2 separate regions of the Bos taurus genome follow, and region 2 is linked to region 1. A link is a contact called in public Hi-C data. All regions are on one chromosome and are shown on one strand. The core of a region is the stretch at or near the end of the contact, and the rest is flanking DNA. Distances in the headings are between cores, read along the strand shown. Region 1 has its middle 9.4 kb from the start of KCNJ16. Region 2 overlaps MAP2K6 (mitogen-activated protein kinase kinase 6).

Region 1 (5,276 bases), core at 1,517-4,016:
AGACACCGAGGACTAAGTGACCTCGATGGGAGAGTGGGCCTGGCTCCGGTGGGCTGCCCTTCCTCTCCTTCTGCCCCTCCTGCAGATTAGGTTCTGTGTTTGAATGGGGCCCTCACTAGGTCTGGTGAAACCTACAGAGACCCAGGCTGGCAAGTGCTGTGCAGCTTGGGCAGAAAAGCAAAACTCCCCAGAGGCTGTGTTTAAGAATCCTCGGCAAAAACGAATGAGAACCTCCATATAGCACAGGAAGCTCCCTTTACTGCTCTGCAGTGACCTGAACGGGAAAGCAGTCCAAAAGGGACGGGATATGTGGATATAGATATATGTGCGTATATAGATGTAGGTGTAGTTGATTCATTTTGCTGTGCAGTAGAAACGAACACGGCTTTGTAAAGCAATGATACGCCAATAAAAATTTAATTTAAAAAAGAAGAGCTCCTGGCAAGGTCAGACGGCATGAATTCATCTACATGAACTCTAAGTATATATACCAAGGAACCCAGACCCTGGTTTTAAATATTTTATTTCATTTCTTCAGAGTTGGCCAGGATACATGCCAAGCGGCTTCTCTGGACCACTCTTATTTAAATGATTAGGCACTCATTCTACTCAGTTTAAAATATTCTACTAGTTCCGTCTAAGCACTGATTCTTCTGTTTCAAATGTTCTGCAAGGCGTGTGTATAAACACCTGAGCTTTTTTTTTTCTTTGAACTTTTAATTTTGATTAGGGTATAGCCAATTAACAATGTTTCAGGTGGACAGCGAAGGGGCTCAGCCATGCATACACATGTATCCATTCTCCCCCAAGCTCCCCTCCCACCCAGGCTGCCACAGAACACTGAGCAGAATTCCCTGTGCTGTACAGCAGGTCCTTGTTGGGTATCCATTTTAAACAGAGCAGTGTGTCCATGTCCGTCCCAGACTCCCTAACTATCCTTTATCCCCAGCAACCATAAGTTCCTTCTCTAAGTCTCTGAGTCTCCTTCTGTTTTGTAAGTAAGTTCGTTTGTATCATTTCTTTTTGGATTCCACACGTAAGGGATGTCATATGACACTTCTTCTCTATCTGAATTCACGCAGTATGACAATCTCTAGGTCCATCCATGTGGCTGCAAATGGCATTATTTCATTCTTTTCAATGGTTGAGTAATTGTATGTATGACGTCTTATTTATCCATTCCTCTCTCATTGGATGTTTAGGTTTCTTCCATGTCTTGGCTATTGTACAGTGCTGCATTGAACACTGGGGTGCGTGTACCTTTTTAGATCATGTTTTTCTCTGGATGTATGCCCAGGAGCCCCCGGAACTTTTTAAAAAGGAAGCTTCACCTGTGGACTTTTGGAATCCCCACCCCTACACCTGGGGCAATCTTTACAACCCCATGGACTGTAGCCCTCCAGGCTCCTCTGTCCATGGGATTCTCCAGGCACAAATACTGGAGTGGGTTGCCATCTCCTCTTCCAGGGGATCGTCCAGACCCAGGGATTGAACCCAGGTGTCCTGAATTGCAGGCGGGTTCTTTACCATCTGAGCCACCAGGGAAGCCGGCTAAATCACAAAACCCGGCTAAATCACAGCCCTACACTTGCTGTGACCCACCTCTCTCTTTCCTCTTACTTTCACTTTTAAGGGAACGGGATGCAAACACTTGGGTACTCCACACAGAACGCAGGGAGGAATCACACAGCCCAACAGCCAAGGCAGCAGGGAGGTGCTTGGCAAATTCTCTGTGAAGGCCTCCTGGGAGGGCAGAGCTTTAAAAATAAAAGTTAGTAACTGGGACGCAGTTCAGATCCAAGTGTGGGCAGAGCGCAAGCAAGGCAGCCTCCGGGGACGCTCTCCCAAGGAGACGACATCTTCCTGCAGCTGGAACACCATCGTTCGCCTGCATCGCTTCGGAAGCTTTTCTGCAGTAAGAGAAACCCCAAGTAGGAGAGAATTCGCAGGCTCCTTTTTCACGGCTATTAGTTTACTAAAGCAACTGCACGCAGTCCTCTGAGGGCGGTGTGGTTGGGTCATGAGATCTGGCCGGGGGCAAACAACATCTTGCTCCATCAGGTCGCCCCGGGTTCCTTTCCTCCGGGGATATCCAGGCTTGCGGTCTGGGATCTTTTGTGCCAAGTCGGGAGACTTAAGTCAACATGGCTGAATATTTCAAAGTTCAGTAGACTCTGAGTTGCTGAGCACCTACCAGGGAACATTTAAAGTTAAATAAATGCTTGCTGTTTGGTCTCATTGATTTATTTTATTTGCTAAATACTGCAAAGTAAAAGAACAGTGGATTTAGAGTCTGTCTGTTATCCCAAGAAAAAGCCTCTGGACTGAGATTGAGAGGCTTCTCAATAATTAAGGTAACCCGAGCTGGGTGATCTCTGCTGTCAGGCTCTTGATGGAAGCCCTGGAGAGTCTGCTGGCCGCAGAGAGACAGGTTAATCATTTAAAGTTTTCAGCAAGCCCGGTGGATGAAAACCCAAACAGATAGATTAAGTCTTGCTAAATTACGCAGCCAAAGAATGCTTTTCCCTCTGTTCTCTCATTTACCGCTGGGGCCTATAAAAGCTTCTTAATCATGAGCTAAGTAACTTGAACTTGAAACACAAACAGTCCCCAGAGGTTCAGACCCTGCGAAAACGTCTTTACAGAGACTGATCAGAAAGCTTCCAATTTCCACATAAAATACTTGAGTCACATGCGCTGCACACTGTGGTTCAAGGCTCTTTATTTGAATTAGAAGCACATGTTGGAGATCAATTATTTACTATGCACTGTGCTGCCCGTTGATTGCATCTGATACCAGCTAGCCTGGGAAGGCAGGCTGGCCACGGGGCAGGGTTAAGGCAAGAGGGGAGCGTCTGCCAGTCGCTGCCGATTCCAGATTCAAGGGCTTCTAAAATACTAGAGGGACCTCAGCTCATCGGGTCAGAATCCATCTTTTGTAGGAGGAAAAGTTAAGTTCTCTTATAGAGACGAAACCATGGAAGTGCAGCAGAAAAAAACCCCACAAATACCGAGGACCAGCGCTCTCCATAATCCTCAGAGGCGATGGTTGGTCCTGATGCTGCGGGAGGTTGAGACATTTCCTTTGTGTAATCATTCAACCGGAAAAGCAATCCCTTTGATATCTCTGTTAAATATTGATGTTGCTGTTAAGTCATATCCAACTCTTTGTGACCCCACACACTGTAGCCCACCAGGTTCCTGCATCCACGGGATTCTCCAGGCAAGAAGACTGGAGTGGATTGCCATTTCTTCCTCCAGGGGATCTTCCCAACCCAGGGATCCGACAATGCAGGGCTCCTGCATTGCAGGCGGATTCTTCACCATCTGAGCCACCAGGGAAGCCCCCAGTGTCTGAAAGTGAACTATTATAACCCAGATAAGCCTCTGTGAATTGAACTTGGAGAAACTCGGTCTGTGATGGGCTGGTGGGCCCCGGGAATGTGCAGAGCCCCCAGGGGACTGGCAACCAAACTTCGGGTGCCAGGCAGGTGTTCTCTAAGCTGTGACATCCTGTGTGGGGGATCATGGACTTTCAATCAGATGGACGTGGGCTCAGAGTCCAGGTGTGAACTTGGGCAACTCCCTCTTTGTCGCTGAGCCTCCCTTTCTCCGTGAGTATAAATAGAGGTGATGCTACTACCTTGGAATTTATCAGGATCCTCACACACACATACCCTGCTAAAGTCTTCACATGTATACGTGTGTGTGTGCTTGTGTTCAAAGATACACACATGCACACAACTCTGTGGCTTATAGGAGTTGCTCAGTCAACGGCTACTCTCTGTTTTTCTCCACATGGATCCATCACAGGAGCATGTTTCAAATGCACTTGGAAGTGAAAGCTTTGTTGGCTGTAAGATTATGCTGTTTTAGTAAGGATCACAAAATAATATATTTTTTTCCTAAATATACATGTTTTCATCGTGACGTGTAGGTTGATGGCTGAGGTCAACTTCCTAAACGTGTTATCTTCCCGCTCCCCAGAGTAATTGATTTTAGTCCCGTCACTGTCACTAAACAAAGCTGTGCAGTTTAGGGAGTTACTCAGCCTCCCTGGTTCACTGTTTCCAAACGTTTCTGGTTTGCAGTTTGCTTTATATTTTTTCTTCATTCTCTGAAACCACAAAATATGATGATTGCCCCCTCACTCTATACTTTTACCCTTGATTTTTGTTTGTTTGTTTGTTTCTTGTTTTTTTTTATGCTTTTTTCATTGATGTGTGTATTTGACTATAATTATTTCTATTTTATAATTGCTGAACTATCTCAGTTTAAAAATTGAGAAAAATTCCTGATTCATGTTATTTTCTGCTTCTTTTCAAATCTTTCCTTAATGAATAGCTAACTATGATGTAATTGAATATTTTTCATGATAATCAATCAATAATTCATTAACAATAGTAATATCTATTGAACTTAGTTTCCAGATCCCACATTACTGTACTTTTTAAAACTGGATTTACTTGAAATGATAAAAGTTCAGGCATTTAAAATGACACTTCTGATTCCATTTAAAAAATGAAATATTGCTTTTGCAATTACAAAGGCCAGAAGTGAGTAGTGGTATAAAAAACGTAGTCACTAAAACAGAGCACTATGATTCTGATGAGGGCAACCTGAGTTTATAACTAACAAAGGGCATCAAAAATGCTACTAAGTTTCGAGACGCTAAATGCTAGATTGACGGAAGCTGGGGACAATGTTCCCCAAGGAGGCTATTGGCCCTTTGTTTATTATTAAGAGGTGCATCTGCAGATCGGTGACTTGTGCAGTGAATGACTTGAGCAGCTGCACCTGGCCAGCCTGAGTTTCATTTCCCTGTGGGAATAATATGCTCCCAATGAGTACGTAACTGCCTACGGTTGCCCTGCCTCGATTCCCAGACCCCAGTCGTCTTCTGGTCCCTGAGCTCTGAGGAGAGATGGTCTAATCTCAGCACCAATCATAAAATCAAGGGACAGCATATTGCAGTGTTTTGGAGTTTCTTTCCAGTATTCCATCTGGCATGGAACCCAGAGAGCGAGCAGTTTGTGAAGAGCAAACCTGGACCCAACTGTAAACCAAAGTTTCCAAAATGGCTTTTTCATTCTTATAAATAAATATCAGAGTAGTCATGGAAGACTAAAGCCTTGACAGCTGCCTCAGATTCATCCAACAGTACAAAGCATGGTTTATCCATCTCCAGAAATGTAACTTGCTATTATCTAAGCTTTTCTTGTTGTTGTTTTTACTTCTTTTTTGTTTTTACTTTTATTTATTCGTTTATGTTTGGC
Region 2 (4,774 bases), core at 1,690-4,189, 500 kb before region 1:
ACGTTTGAAAACCTGGCCCCTTTCATCCTGAAGTTGCACACTGCTGGCTCACAGTTTTATGAAGTGCCACACTGGGTTTCAGTGAGGTTATTGTTCAGTCCCTCAGTGGTGTTCGACTCTTTGTGACCCCGTGGACTGCAGCATGCCAGGCCTCCCTGTCCATCACCAGCTGGATGATTACTCAAACTCATGTTCATCAAGTCAGTGATGCTATCCAGCTGTCTCATCCTCTGTCGTCCCCTTCTCCTCCTGCCCTCAATCTTCCCCAGCGTCAGGGTCTTTCCCAGTGAGTCGGCTCTTCGCATCAGGTGGCCAAAGTACTGGAGCTTCAGCATCAGTCCTTCTGGTGAATATTCCAGGTGGATTTCCTCTTGGTGAGGGGCTGTCTCCCGGACGATGTCACCCCCAGCTCCAGGACGTGGGGGCACACCGCTAGCGAACACGGCATCGTTGGCGTCCCCTCTGCACGTTTCACCGGACTGTCCCCGTCCGGTTGCCCTCCGCCTCCTGGGATGACATGGATGCCCCAGCAGCTGCCCGGTACACAGTAGCCCAGAGTCAGCTCTCACCTCCTGTGTACCTCTCCCTTCCAGATCGAGCTGGCCATCCTCCGGTTTCCCTACGACTCGTGGGGGACTCCTTTCCAGCAGCTCAAACAGGTGGTGGAGGAGCCGTCGCCGCAGCTGCCCGCAGACAAGTTCTCCGAAGAGTTTGTTGACTTTACCTCACAGTGGTAAGAGAGCGCGTCTCCCAGAAGCCAGGGTGAAGGCGGAAGGGGTCCTCCTGACTTCCTCCATTGGTCTAATCCACGTGCCCACATCCACTCCCAGTGTTGATGGAGTGTATCCTCGTTGCTAAGCAACAAAGACGGCTCTGCCTGGTCCCCGCTGAGCTCAGAGCCACAGAGGGGAGTGTCCCAGCTCAGTCATTCTAGCCCAGGTCCAGAGGGAAACGGGCACTGGGTCTTTGGGGGGATCTCAGAGGAAAGGCCTTAGGGGAGAGTTTCTGGAGGAGATAAATCCTGAGCTGGGACCAGGTGAGGTGTGTGCCAGGGAAAAGGGAAGTGGAGGAGGAGAAGGTGTTCCAGGTGGGAGGAATCTCATGCACCCTGACACAGGCGTGGGAAACTGTTTGATGAGAGGCTGAGCCATCTGATGTGGGCCAGGGCATAAAGAGAGAGGTGGGGGACCCACTGGAGGGCTCGGGTGGGGAGGAGATATGACGCAAAGAATAAGCCTGGAGAAGACGACGGAGGCTACATTCAGAGCTTCCCTTAGGCACCTGGAAGTCTTACCAAGTGATTCTGGTGTTTTAGGCTGATTCTTAGAGAAGGCTTGCTCACTGATGGCTCTGCTTGCCCGGAAGTGGACAGTGGACAGTTCCGGCTGGGGAGGGGGCACGTCTAAGAAGGGAAAAGAAAGTTGGGGGGGAAGAGATGGAAGGAGCCATACTGATGCCGTGAGTTTGTTTTCATGGAAATTGCTGGTGGAATTGAGGAAACTAGAAGAGGGGATTGTTTTTCTCCAGAAAACCTGGTGATTTCCGTCTGCACGGGCCCCAGGGTGCCCAGCATGACTTGATACTGATGATCATTGCAAGGGATGCTGGAAAAATGATGCCATGACGGAGCGCAGGCTGTGATCCTGGGTGCTGCCGTGCAGCTGTGAGCCGGGGCAGAGGCCGTCGGAGATGCTGGAAGCCCGGCTGTGGTTGCCCAGGGGACCGGCTCTGCTCACTCGGAGCTAAGAAAGGGGCTGGCATTCCGCCTCCCGTTGGAGAGGCTAGCTTCCCCAAGGTTACCCTTCCTTGGCCTCCACGCGCTTTGGAAGAGGCATTCTGAACACAGCTTTTACTGGAAAACGTGGTAACACCAAGCAGCTGTCTGTTGCTTGTGAAGCAAAGGCCCCTTGGGTTTTTCACCAGCTCTAGGCCCGTCACCCTGGTGCTTTCCCCTAAAGACATACGAGGCCGACGTGCCGTTGTTTTTGTTTTATTCTTGGCTGAGTGGCCGGAGAGGCTGGAGTGATGGGCGGCGTGATGCTCGCCTGCTGGATGCCGCTGGATGCGTATCAGCACTTCCCCTGGGCGCCCGGGCGGTACCCCCTCTCTGCTCTCCTTGCCGGAGCCTCCAGGTGTGCTGTGCACCTGCCCGGCTGAGAGGGCTTCAGGATCGTGCCTTCTGGTTTCAAGGACCCGGTGCCTGCTGTTTGTTCCTCGTCGTCGAGGGTTTAAAGGTCACGGAGGAAAGGGATGATTTGTCTTGGATGGTTCAGACCGGTCATTCTCCAGAGGGGTGGTGAGGAGGAAGGATCTTATTTAAGGAAGCTTTTCAGACTCTCTGCTTTGTAACCTTTCTCCCACCTGGCCCTTTTCCCCAAGATTCTGGGAACTGCAGAAAACTTTGATAAGAACAAAGCTGGTGTGAAAAGCTTGAGAAAGCCAGGTGGGCTGGTGTGAATCCAGTTTAACCTAATGGTTCTCAACTCCCGTTGCCTGCTTATACAACGTGACAGACCTTTCAGGTGTGCCCCTGGGCCTCAGAGGTTCTGATTTAATTGGTCTGGGAGGGGGTGGTCCTGAATACCTGATGGGATGTTCCCACATCATTTTCCTGGAGGCCTGTCGTCAGAACCCCTGACTTATGCCTGCCATCTGCGGACGGTTGTTCTCTTCAGAAAGCTGCTTCTCTTCTACAGTTCATTGAGAAATCATTCAATTACTTTATTTATCTTTCATCAACTTTTCTTCTTACTTAGAACTTCCCCTAGAGTCAAAGTGTTAAAGCTTTTCACAGGTTTCTTTTGTTTTTTAAATGAAAGCCTTGGAGAACTGAAAGTTCCCTAATTTTCACGTTTGCACGCGTTTGTGAAAGTTGCAGCTTCCTGTGTGGCCGCTCTCTGTCAGCTGCTGGCCAGCCCCGCCCACAGGGCAGAGTGTCTTCACGCTGTTGCCAGGGCTGGCTTTGTGCGCTTCTCTTCTCTCTGTTTAGTCCCGGGAGCTGCATCCTCTGCTGCTGCGCTTTCGTCTGGGGCTTCCGCTTGGTGGTCACACTCCTCTGGTCACTGCTGGTCAGCTGACAGCTGTTGTGGTTGTTCAGTCATTCAGGCATATCTGACTCTTTGTGACCCTGTGGACTGCAGCACGCCAGGCCTCCTTGTCCTTCACCATCTCCTGGAGTTTACTCAAACTCATGTCCATTGAGTTGGTGATGCCATCCAACCATCTCATCCTCTGTCACCCCATTATCCTCCCGCCTTCAGTCCTTCCCAGCATCAGGGTCTTTTCCAGCTCTTTGCATCAGGTGGCCAAAGTACTGGAGCTTCAGCTTCAGCATCAGTTCTTCCAGTGAATATTAAGGGTTGATTTCCTTTAGGATGGACTAGTTTGATCTCCTTGAAGTCCATGGGACCCTCAAACCCTCAAGAGTATTCTCTAGCACCACAGTTTGAAAGCATCAATTCTTTGGCAGTCAGCCTTCTTTATGGTCCAGCTCTCACATCAGTACATGACTACGGGAAAACCCAGAGCTTGGGATATATGGACTTTTGTCGGCAAAGTGATGTCTCTGCTTTTTAATATGCTGCCTAGGTTTATCATAGCTAATCTCCCAAGGAGCAAACATCTTTTAGTTTTGTGGCTGCAGTCACCGTCTGCAGTGATTTTGGAGCTTAAGAAAATAAACTCTGTCACCGTTTCCACTTGTTCCCCTTCTGTTTGCCATGAAGTGATGGGACCGGATGCTGTGATCTGATTTTTGCGGTGGAGTAGGGCATTCATCTGCTATCACTCTCCAAATTATGACTTGATAGAGTCCAGGGTTCTGCTGGCATCCTTCTTTAGCAGTAACATCAGAGGGGGTGAGGGGAGGAGAGAAAACCAAAGCAAGTCAAGATGTTTATTCCATATGAACTTGAAGAAAAGCAGCAACAACAGAGATTTCCTACAAATCCTTCCTTTCTGTACTTATTTTCAAACAAGCGTTTTCTTACTCTTCCTTCCCTACACGTGGCTTTCTTTTTTTATATATAATTTCGTTTATTTATCTGTTTATTTTTATTTTTGGCTGTGCCGCGTCTTTGTTGCTGCTCGGCCTTTCCCTGGTCTCAGAGAGGGGAGCTCCTCTCCACTTGTGGCATGCGGGCTTCTCACGTGGTGGGTTCTCTTGCTGCCAACCACGGGCTCCAGGCACGTGGGCTTCAGCAGTTGCAGCTCATGGACTCAGGATTGTCTCCCGGGCTCTAGAGCACAGGCGCAGGCTTAGTTGCTCCACGCCATGTGGGATCTTCCTGGGCCAGGGATCGAACCCGTGTCCCCTGCACTGGCAGGCATATTCTTCACCACTGAGCCACCATGGACACCCACGTGGCTTTCTTATCTCAGGGCCTTTAAAGAGTTCCTGAATCAGGAGACACTGGCCATCTAGGCCTTGTTTGGGATTCACAATAGAGAAATGGAAAGGCCTTACACCCTGGTCTTGCAGAAGGTTTCACAAATGAGTTTCTACTAAAATGGAATCTTGGCACGCTTGCGTTCTTTCACCATAACCTCATTCAGCTGGACACAGGCTTGGGGACTGAGAGTCGCTCCCTAGAGACCAGCTGAGCCAAGTGCCCCAAAGCTTGACTTCCTTCCTGCTGAGCCTTCAGGCCTGTTTAAGAGCTCAGTGCCCCGTCCACCGGCCCGAAGTCCGTTGGAGGTCAGAGACCCACCCAGACGCTGGTCCTGTCTGACTCAGAGAAACAGGCACAAAACAGAGACGATCAAACATAGTTGC

What was found. A called contact is a pair of places that touch in the nucleus more often than the background predicts.
Region 2: a Hi-C map of liver shows a contact between it and region 1, with 2.8 times the contacts expected there. The contact joins two enhancer-like sites. A contact is called at or near these places in 2 of 11 Hi-C or Micro-C datasets (blood and liver).

What each region holds. Positions count from the first base shown.
Region 1 is chr19:60,640,336-60,645,611 of ARS-UCD2.0, reverse strand. No RefSeq gene overlaps it. Among named protein-coding and RNA genes, the nearest start is that of KCNJ16, 9.4 kb to the left of the region's middle. Within about 2 kb of position 2,766, at least 18 of the 102 cell types and tissues checked have an H3K27ac peak or open chromatin away from gene starts, as enhancers often do. A contact at or near this core is called in liver, where this site is marked.
Region 2 is chr19:61,139,191-61,143,964 of ARS-UCD2.0, reverse strand. It overlaps MAP2K6 (mitogen-activated protein kinase kinase 6), which reads left to right. Exons shown (of 12, transcript NM_001034045.1): 10 at 594-733. Among named protein-coding and RNA genes, the nearest start is that of MAP2K6, 95 kb to the left of the region's middle. Within about 2 kb of position 2,939, at least 15 of the 102 cell types and tissues checked have an H3K27ac peak or open chromatin away from gene starts, as enhancers often do. A contact at or near this core is called in liver, where this site is marked.